Linked DNA regions of Zea mays: region 2 is linked to region 1. The links are chromatin contacts, called in public Hi-C maps. All regions are on one chromosome and are shown on one strand. Each heading gives the region's core, a stretch centred on a gene start, on an enhancer-like site or on the middle of the called end of the contact. The rest is flanking DNA. Distances are from core to core; before and after follow the strand shown. Region 1 holds the start of LOC100282348 (PME/invertase inhibitor-like protein). Region 2 holds the start of LOC109939147 (Putative metacaspase family protein).

Region 1 (4,438 bases), core at 1,220-3,719:
GTTTAGACAGTAAATATCTTCTGGATATGATTCAAATGCAGGCTTTTGTAAGTGAGTACGCTGTTTGGAGAGGTGATGCAGGTAGAGGAAGTCTTCTTGCTTCATTGGCAGAAGCTGCTTTCCTTACTGGACTGGAGAAGAATAGGTGATCTCTCGTTTGAAATCATTGGTTCTAGGTTACCTTCTGATTAAACCCTGAGTCTCCGCGGATAATTTTTCACATGTTATCTTTGCTCGTTGAGATCACATGACCCTACAGAGTTCTGCCTGCTCTAGTGTCACTACGAAGATAATCTTAAATGTGAGTTGGTGACCTTTTGTTTTTATTTGCAGTGACATTGTTTCCATGGCAAGTTACGCGCCACTATTCGTAAACGACAATGACCAGACGTTAGTACATGCAGCCTTTCACTCCTTGCACTGTTTCTTGTTGTGTTCTTGTCGACCCAACATCGTGGTCAGGGGCGAAGCTACGTAGGAGTCGGTGGGTGCATAGGCACCTACGAAAATTTACAAAACTTATGATTTTGAATCAGATTTTCACCATATATACACCACATACAAATTATTATCATGCACCCTGCTTTCGTTCACTCTAGCTTCATCACTCATCGTGGTAACTCTGTTGGGATGAATCAATCAGGTGGAACCCAGACGCAATCGTCTTCAACTCCTGGCAGCATTACGGCACTCCCAGTTACTGGATGCAGACGCTTTTCCGCGAGTCTAGTGGTGCTATGTTCCATCCAACGACAATCAGCTCCAGCTACTCAGGTTCACTTGCAGCGTCTGCGATTACCTGGCAGGACTCCGAGAACAGCTTCCTAAGAGTAAAGGCAAGCAAAAAAAAAGTTCTCTCATGCACCCTAGCCTGTAATGTATCTATTGATCTCAGAAAACTCCTGTGCAGGTCATAAACTTCGGGTCAGATGCTGTGACCCTGACAATCTCCACAAGTGGGCTCCAGGCCAGTATCAACGCTCTGGGATCAACCGCCACTGTTCTCACATCAGCAGATGTGATGGATGAAAACTCCTTCAGCAACCCAACCAAGGTAAATCTGCCCCTTTGTTTGCGCTTATTACCTGCGTCTGTGTGTGCCTGAATGGTCATATGTTTCTCAGCGCATATTTGTGCTCTGTTTTCGGTTTCGATCTTGTGATTCTGAATGCGAAACCTGACGGTGAACAATTGCGCGGCAGGTTGTGCCGGTAAAGAGCGATCTGAGCAATGCTGCAGAGCAGATGCAGGTCACGCTGGCTCCTCGCTCCTTCAGCTCGTTCGATCTCGCCCTGGCTCAGTCCAAGCTTGTAGCGGAGATGTGAGCTAGGCTGGTACACTAGTATACAATACAACGTGTGAAGTGTGGTACACAAATACCAGCAACCACAGGGGTTGCCAAGCTGTTGTTAGCATCTTGAACACATGGCTTTGTATTGTGTATAATGACATGATGCTGATACTAATCTCTATTATATAAAGCACTAGTTTCTATGTTGTCGTGCTCCCACGTATTTAAATGATAAAAAAGCTAAAATTATACACAAATGGATATTCAAACTATGGTTGTTGACTCTAAACCCTTATTCGCGCTCACCTAGCAAGGTCCAACATGCGAGCAATCTGGCAGTGAATAAATAAAAATCACATCAGGTTGGTTTGCTTTGCTTGATACATCAAACAGTAATTAGATAGAATGTCACACCATTTTTAGTTTGTCATTATTATTATTATTCTGAAAAAGGCAGTTCCAGACTGCCAGTACAACAACATTTTCTGCCTACATACTGCACGAAGAAGCCTATTCATCTAGCATACACCGTGCGCAACAGCGCGACAGCGAGCTTGGCGAGCTTGAACACTTGCTGGTTCTCCGCCATCACCGGCGACGCCACCTTGCTCCTCTGGAACCCGTCCTCGCACTCCTCAGCAGCTGACGCGACTTCCTCCAAGCACCTGGTGGCCTCACCCTTCCTGACGCCCCGGACGGCAGCCGCGCAGCCAGTCTGCCTCCGTTCCATGTCGCCGTACAACGCTTGACAGGACCGGAGACAGCGCGTCGTGGCCTCGTCGGCGGAGCCGCCGCTCTTCCGGAGCAGGCCGTTGATCTTGGCCGCCGTAGCGGTGAGGTTGGCCGCGAGGAGGTCAGCGGCAATGGCGGAGTAGACCTGGTAGTCGAGGCAGTGGTCGACGCTCCGGCCATCGGAGCCGAGTGCCGCCAGGCAGAACTGCACGTCGAAGAACCGGCTCCCGCCACCCACCGTCTTGCATACGGGGAGTATGCATGGGACATTCGCGTGAGCGCCGGCGAAGAAGAGAGCCAAGAGCAAGATGGCATTCGCGGTGGCGGCTGCCATGGCCATTTTTCTAGTACTATGTGAGATGGGGATGGGTGGTAGAAGGATTTTATATAGAAAGACTGACTTCAATTGTGTCAGCTGTCAACTAGAATTTAATGGTGCAATTCACCAATTGCCCATTTATGAGCACACATTTTTATATGCATTTGATATCTGAAAACAGGGGTCGATCGCAATAGGTGGTAGAAGGCGTTGACCAGTTGGTTAGCATGCAACGGTGGAACGGCCACCTGTAACTGCCTCCGGCAGCTCAGCATGTGGTCATAGATGTACAAAATATGCAACAAACTTAGGGCCTGTTTGTTTACCCCACAGATTATATAATCTGGATTAAATAATCCTAAGAGTCAAACAAACAGTCCAGCTTATTTATCCAGATTATATAATCTAACCCCTTGGATTATGATAATCCATAAGCAAGTGAGGAGGTGCTTATTTCAGATTATTTTTTTCCCACTTCCCCACTACCCTTTCAAGTTTTCTAGAAATTACCCACCATTGCCATTATAATCCACCGAATCGTTTTTGCGCCTAGTACTAGTCAATTTGGGATGAAGAAGGTGACATGAATGTCTTCCGTGATAATATTGCTAATGCAATATTTGCCAATGTCAATTTAATTATTTTTTTCATATATGAGTTTCAACCTAGTACAAATATAGAGGGCATTCTTGTCTTCCTCATACAAAAGAATCCTATTAACAACTCAAATAATCTGGGTAAACAAACAGGACTACTCAGATTATATAATCCAGATTATATAATCCAGATTATATAATCCTCCAAAAATAATCCAGATTATATAATCCATGGGGGTAAACAAACAGGCCCTTATACTATTCATAGCATACTGTTCATATCTCTAACAACTGGTGCATGCAAAAGTGGAACAATCACTTGTAGTTGTACAATGTTGTCGGAGGAAATGATCCACGGTCCCTGGGACCCACCGATCAGTGATCACGCTAAGGAAAGAGCCCCTGGTCGGTGGACCCGTTAGTCATTCGAAAGAGCTAGGTGCGCCAGCCCTAGAAGGACTCGTCCCTGGTCAAACCCCGTGGTGCCGAGTCCGGGGGTCGGACGTGGTGGAGCCTGACAAGGGAGGACGAGCGGACGGAAGGGAACCACTCGAGTGGATCCCACGCCTGACACCAAGCTACAGCGTGGGCGCCAGTTCGCTTTCCACTCATGACCTACGGACCCCTTAGGTTGCATAGCGCTCATGACCTACAAGCCCCCATACTCGACTACAACACAGACTCGACTCCCGGGACGACCATTCGCTTCGGGAGTCTGGATTTCGGCGTCAATAAAGGAGAGATGACGAGGGCCTTGGAAGCCCTATCTCCCTTGGCAAGTGACTTGCCCGATGTAGTTGGACGTCTTAGTGACCTCCAACTAAACCCACCTTAGGAGAACCATAGGTCGCAGAACTCACCACCACTCGATCGTACTGAGGTAGTGGGAGTATTGGACCACGTCCCAGACTCGTTCCTGGATATCCTCTTGTCAAGGTCGGAAGACGGACTCGCGTCCCCGCCTAGCGAGGCAAGCTGTGACCCTAGTCAGGAATGCCTTGCAGCCAACACCACGGGAGATCATTTCCCCCACGTGGGGAGCCCGGGCGAGAACTCACCCAGCATCATGGAGCGCACCCCGCCTCAGCTCAACCCGCCTCCCTAGGAGCTACCGTTAGGCCTGAGCCTCTCACGGAGCGAGCAACATCCACGACAAAAAGACAAGGAAGCCTACGGGGGGCGACCATGCCAAGTGGGCGATAGCACGCCACGACGATAAAACCCCGTTGTTTCCCTCGAGCGAGCTAAAATGTCGCAACCGCTGCAGCGTTTCTAGACAAGCTCACCAAGGCGGAAACACCAAGCGAATGGAAGGCCCACCAAGAGATTCGAGACCTCCTTGGTCTTGCTGTGTAGCAACAAGCCAAGAGCTCCATGTCCAGGAGTTGTGAACTAGAGACCAACCGCTAAGCCGCATCCACGCCAACAACAAACGATGCCATGTCGCGGCGACCTCTCAAGCTCGAACGAAGCATGGCACGAGTCCCACCTCGTTGCCCC
Region 2 (4,236 bases), core at 1,221-3,720, 140 kb before region 1:
AGAAGCACGAGCAGCATCCTCCTCTCTAGCCGTCGGCCACCAGGACGTCGTGCCTAGCCTAGCGCCACCGGGATGCTGCGTGCGTGCCAAGCCTAGCGCCACCGGGATGCTGCGTGCTCAGCCCTAGCGCCACCCATCTGCTACGTGCCCTTGCCTAGCGACGCCTTGCTGATGCGCACCCGCGCCCAGTGCCATCATCGCTTGCTACCGCGCCCACGGTCCGTGCCATGCCATTGCCTCGTCGAGCGCCCATGCCCAGAAGCCGCCGAGCTGCGCGCCCAACCGTCATAGTGCCACGCGCTCGAGCCCAGTGTCCAGCCATTGCGCTCCCATGCTCAGCCACTAGAGTGGTAGGTTTCTGCAATTTTACTACTAGACTCACCTATGGGAGGCTTATGAGTGTTTTGGTCCTCATCCACGCGATGTGTGTTTCTGCTAATTTGCTACTGGTTTTTTTTTTGTCGAATTGTTGTTGTGCTGTGTGATTGACTGATTGAATGATGTTGCTGAATTTTGCACTGGATTGCCTTTAGATTTGTGATGTAGGGCAGCAATACGTTGGCATGTTAGAGAAACTTGTGAGATTTCTCAAGTTCAAGGATAACATCGTGGACTAGGAAACCAAAACCAAGGTGATTGATTAGGACTAACAATGTTGGTCTAGGGCTCTAGGCAGTCAATTTATCTTACTAGAGTTTGATTGATATTCAATAAGCAAATTCTCCTGTTGGTTGCTATTAAAGTTGTAAGTTAGAGTTCCTATTGAAAATTCCTGTTAGAGCTGCAGGTTGGGATGCTAGATGGTGGAAAAGATAATTTTACTACAAAATTATATGTTATACATATAAAATTTTATATGACAAAAATTCTTATGGCACACCCTAAGTAAAAACCTAGGTCCGCCATTGTACCTCGGTTCTAATGGTCCGGGCCTTATTCTGATCATGTAGTTGGACCTATTTGTTGGTATCCTTCGAAGGGAGATATCTAAAGCAAGATGTGGATGACTGTAATACCCAAGTTGTCAAAGCAAGAAAGGAGATGTCTTCCCTTACATATATTACTCTCTATCCACTATAACATGTGGGCACCCACATTTAAATTGATCAATTAACTAATGACATCCAAAATAATTTGTGCATCGTGTTTATGTGTTATACATCAAATAATAATAATGATAATAAAAATAGAAGAGTTCCTAAATCTAGCAATTTGAAATGAATAGAATAAGAAATGGAAGAAAGTACTATATAAATATAAAAGAAAATATGTATAAGCAAATAAATGCACTTGTGCATACTGAAATATGAACTTCTATATTTTGGTCCAAGAATGAACTCCGCAACAGAATTTGAGTTTAAATTTGAATTCTAAAATTTGAGAAAAAGAAACCAGAAAAAAAAAAGAAAAAAAAAGAAAGGAAAAAGAGAAACGGCTTGGGCCGACTTCATCACCTTGCCTCGGCGTGGAAGCAAGCTGAAGCTAGGCAAGGACTTGCGTCCTAAGTACACTAATTAATTAGGTCGGCGAGTAATAAGAGCGCTATTGAAGGTAATAAGAATGCACCGGCCGGATCGGATCTGCACACTCGATCGTCATTTCTTGCACGCAATGCAATGCAAGCTCCCCAAGCTAGGATTGTTGTTGCTGACAGCTAAAACTGCACTGTTGTTGACGTCCGTCTCAGCTAGGTAGGTAGCTAGGACGTACGTACGAGCTTTTGCATGTACTCGATGCTAGGCCGTCTCAGCTTAAGTTATAGATGGCCAAAAAGCACGAGGCCCGTGAGCCCGACACGAAGCCCGCTTTTTGGGCCCGGTCCGAACCCGGCACGGTAGAATAAGCGGGCGGGCTTGGACAGGAAACTAGGCACGGCGGGCTAGCCCGGCACGGCCCGTTTACCTCTAAGCCCGTTAAGCCCGGTTTTTTTACACTAAAACGTGCTTACCGACCCGCTTAGCCCGCTTTTTGGCCCGTTTTTTCGTGCTAAACGGGCCGGCCCGGCCCGTTTAGGCCCGCTGCGGGCCGGGCTTGGACAGAAACTTGAGCACGATGGCACAGCAGGCCCGGCCCGGTTTTTGGCCGGGCTTCACCGGGCCCGGGCCGGGCCGGGCCGGGCGGCCCGTTTGGCCATCTCTAGCTTAAGTACAGCACGTACGTCTTTGCCTGGTTCGGGATGAATTTGTGCGTGATGGTTCATGCATCTCATCTTCATCGATCTCACCTGCTGCTGTCTAGCTCCTTGTCCAGTCCAGCTAGCTGCTTGCTTTACTCCAAAGTCCAAAGGCAAATGTAGTCCTTCCCTTAGCTTGCGTCCACAAGCCAAGCAACAGATTAATAACAAGGCAACGCGCGTACTCAACAACCAAAGTAAGCTACTAGCTCGATCGTATCGTACGTACTGTACCGGTTGTTCTTTATATATAATGCATGGATGGAGCTGCGGCGGAGATCCATCTCTCACTCAACCGCGCGCGAAGCACACGAGATAGAGCTGCTAGAGGCTAGAGCAGTAGAGCTAGAAGAGGAGGACAACAACCATGGATGCGGCGGCGGCGGCGGCGGCGAGGGGAGATACGAAGAAGAAGAAGATGCTTGCCACCCTGGTGGGCTGCAACTACGCCGGCACGCCGTACGAGCTGCAGGGCTGCATCAACGACGTCCACGCCATGCGCGCCGTCCTCCTCGCCCGCTTCGGCTTCGCGCCTGCCGACGTCACCGTGCTCACCGACGACCAGCACGGGCGCGGCGGCGGCGGCGGCGTGCTCCCGACCGGAGCAGCCGTCAGGCGCGCGCTGGATGACATGGTGGCGCGCGCGGCGCCCGGGGACGTGCTCTTCTTCCACTTCAGCGGCCACGGCACGCTCGTCCCGCCCGTCGGCGGCGGCGGCGGCGGGCCGCGCCGCCGCCGCGACGACGAGGCCATCGTGCCGTGCGACTTCAACCTCATCACAGGTCCGTGTACATGTCTACGCACGTCCGATCCGTCCAAGCATGGCGGCGAGGCGCCGCGTCGTCGTTTCTGACCTCTGTCTCTGTCTGTCTGTGTGACCTATTACTTATTACTTTTACTACTGATCACATGCACGCAACGTACGCGACGTCGGCCCGCTGGCAGACGTGGACTTCCGGGAGCTGGTGGACCGCGTGCCGCGGGGCGCCACCTTCACCATGGCGTCCGACTCGTGCCACAGCGGCGGCCTCATCGACCAGGAGAAGGAGCAGATCGGGCCCACCGCCGGCGGCGCCGACCGCCCGAGCCTCCCCCTCCCCCTCGGCGCACGCGGCCGGTTCCTCCCGTACGCCGCGGTGCTCGGCCACCTGTCCGCGGCGTCGGGCGTGGCGGCCACGCACCATCACCACCTGCACGTCGCCGACCACCTCCTGGCGCTCTTCGGCGCCGACGCCAGCGCCAAGTTCCAACTCCAGGTCCTCCACCGCCACGGCCACCACGGCGCCGGCGCCGACGCCGGGATCCTGCTGAGCGGGTGTCAGACGGACGAGACGTCGGCGGACGTGGCGCAGGATGACGACGCGGCGCTCGGCGGCAGGGCGTGTGGGGCGTTCAGCGCCGCGCTGCAGGTCGTGCTGGCGGCGCACCCGGCGCCGTTGACAAACCGCGAGGTGGTGTGCCGCGCCAGGGTGGTGTTGAGCGACCAGGGGTTCCAACAACACCCCTGCCTCTACTGCAGCGACGCCAACGCTGACGCACCGTTCCTGGGACAGGACGGCACCAAGGCCAAGAGCAAATGAGCAAGGAGAGGGGTTCCATGCATGCATGATCCACACGCTCGACACTCGCTTGCTTGATCCGCTGCAATTTATGCGTACGATTATTATTATTATTTATTAATAAAATAACTACATATGCGTGTGCGTATGCAGAGAGAAATATGAGCCATGAATGCAGCATGATTATGCCATGACAAATTTATCCTTTTATTGTCTACTATATATCGACTGTACGTAATTCTACGTGCAACTCTATCATCATGTTAAACCAAACAAATACTCCCTCTACTATAGTAAGGGCTTGTTCGGTTATTCCCAATACACATGGATTGGATGGGATTGGAAAAAATTGTGAAGAAGTTTGACTTGTTTGGGATTCAAACTCATCCAATCCCGCTCAATCCACATGGATTGAGAGCTAACCGAACAAGCCCTAAATGGGTGAGGACCATAACCACATAGATATATTATTAATTGTGCCATAACAATGACATGACACTACTA

Evidence for each region. A called contact is a pair of places that touch in the nucleus more often than the background predicts.
Region 2: a contact with region 1 is called in a Hi-C map of tassel, with 4 times the contacts expected there. The contact joins the promoter of LOC109939147 here to the promoter of LOC100282348 in region 1. A contact is called at or near these places in 2 of 25 Hi-C or Micro-C datasets (leaf and tassel).

What each region holds. Positions count from the first base shown.
Region 1 is chr4:191,678,368-191,682,805 of Zm-B73-REFERENCE-NAM-5.0, reverse strand. LOC100282348 (PME/invertase inhibitor-like protein) reads right to left here and starts at 2,469. Exons shown (of 1, transcript NM_001155260.3): 1 at 1,708-2,469. The coding sequence starts at 2,363. The coding sequence ends at 1,806. It overlaps LOC100282597, which reads left to right. Exons shown (of 18, transcript NM_001155505.2): 14 at 42-145; 15 at 334-390; 16 at 644-836; 17 at 911-1,054; 18 at 1,203-1,494. The coding sequence ends at 1,325.
Region 2 is chr4:191,815,785-191,820,020 of Zm-B73-REFERENCE-NAM-5.0, reverse strand. LOC109939147 (Putative metacaspase family protein) reads left to right here and starts at 2,470. Exons shown (of 2, transcript NM_001349475.1): 1 at 2,470-2,955; 2 at 3,119-3,889. The coding sequence starts at 2,541. The coding sequence ends at 3,753.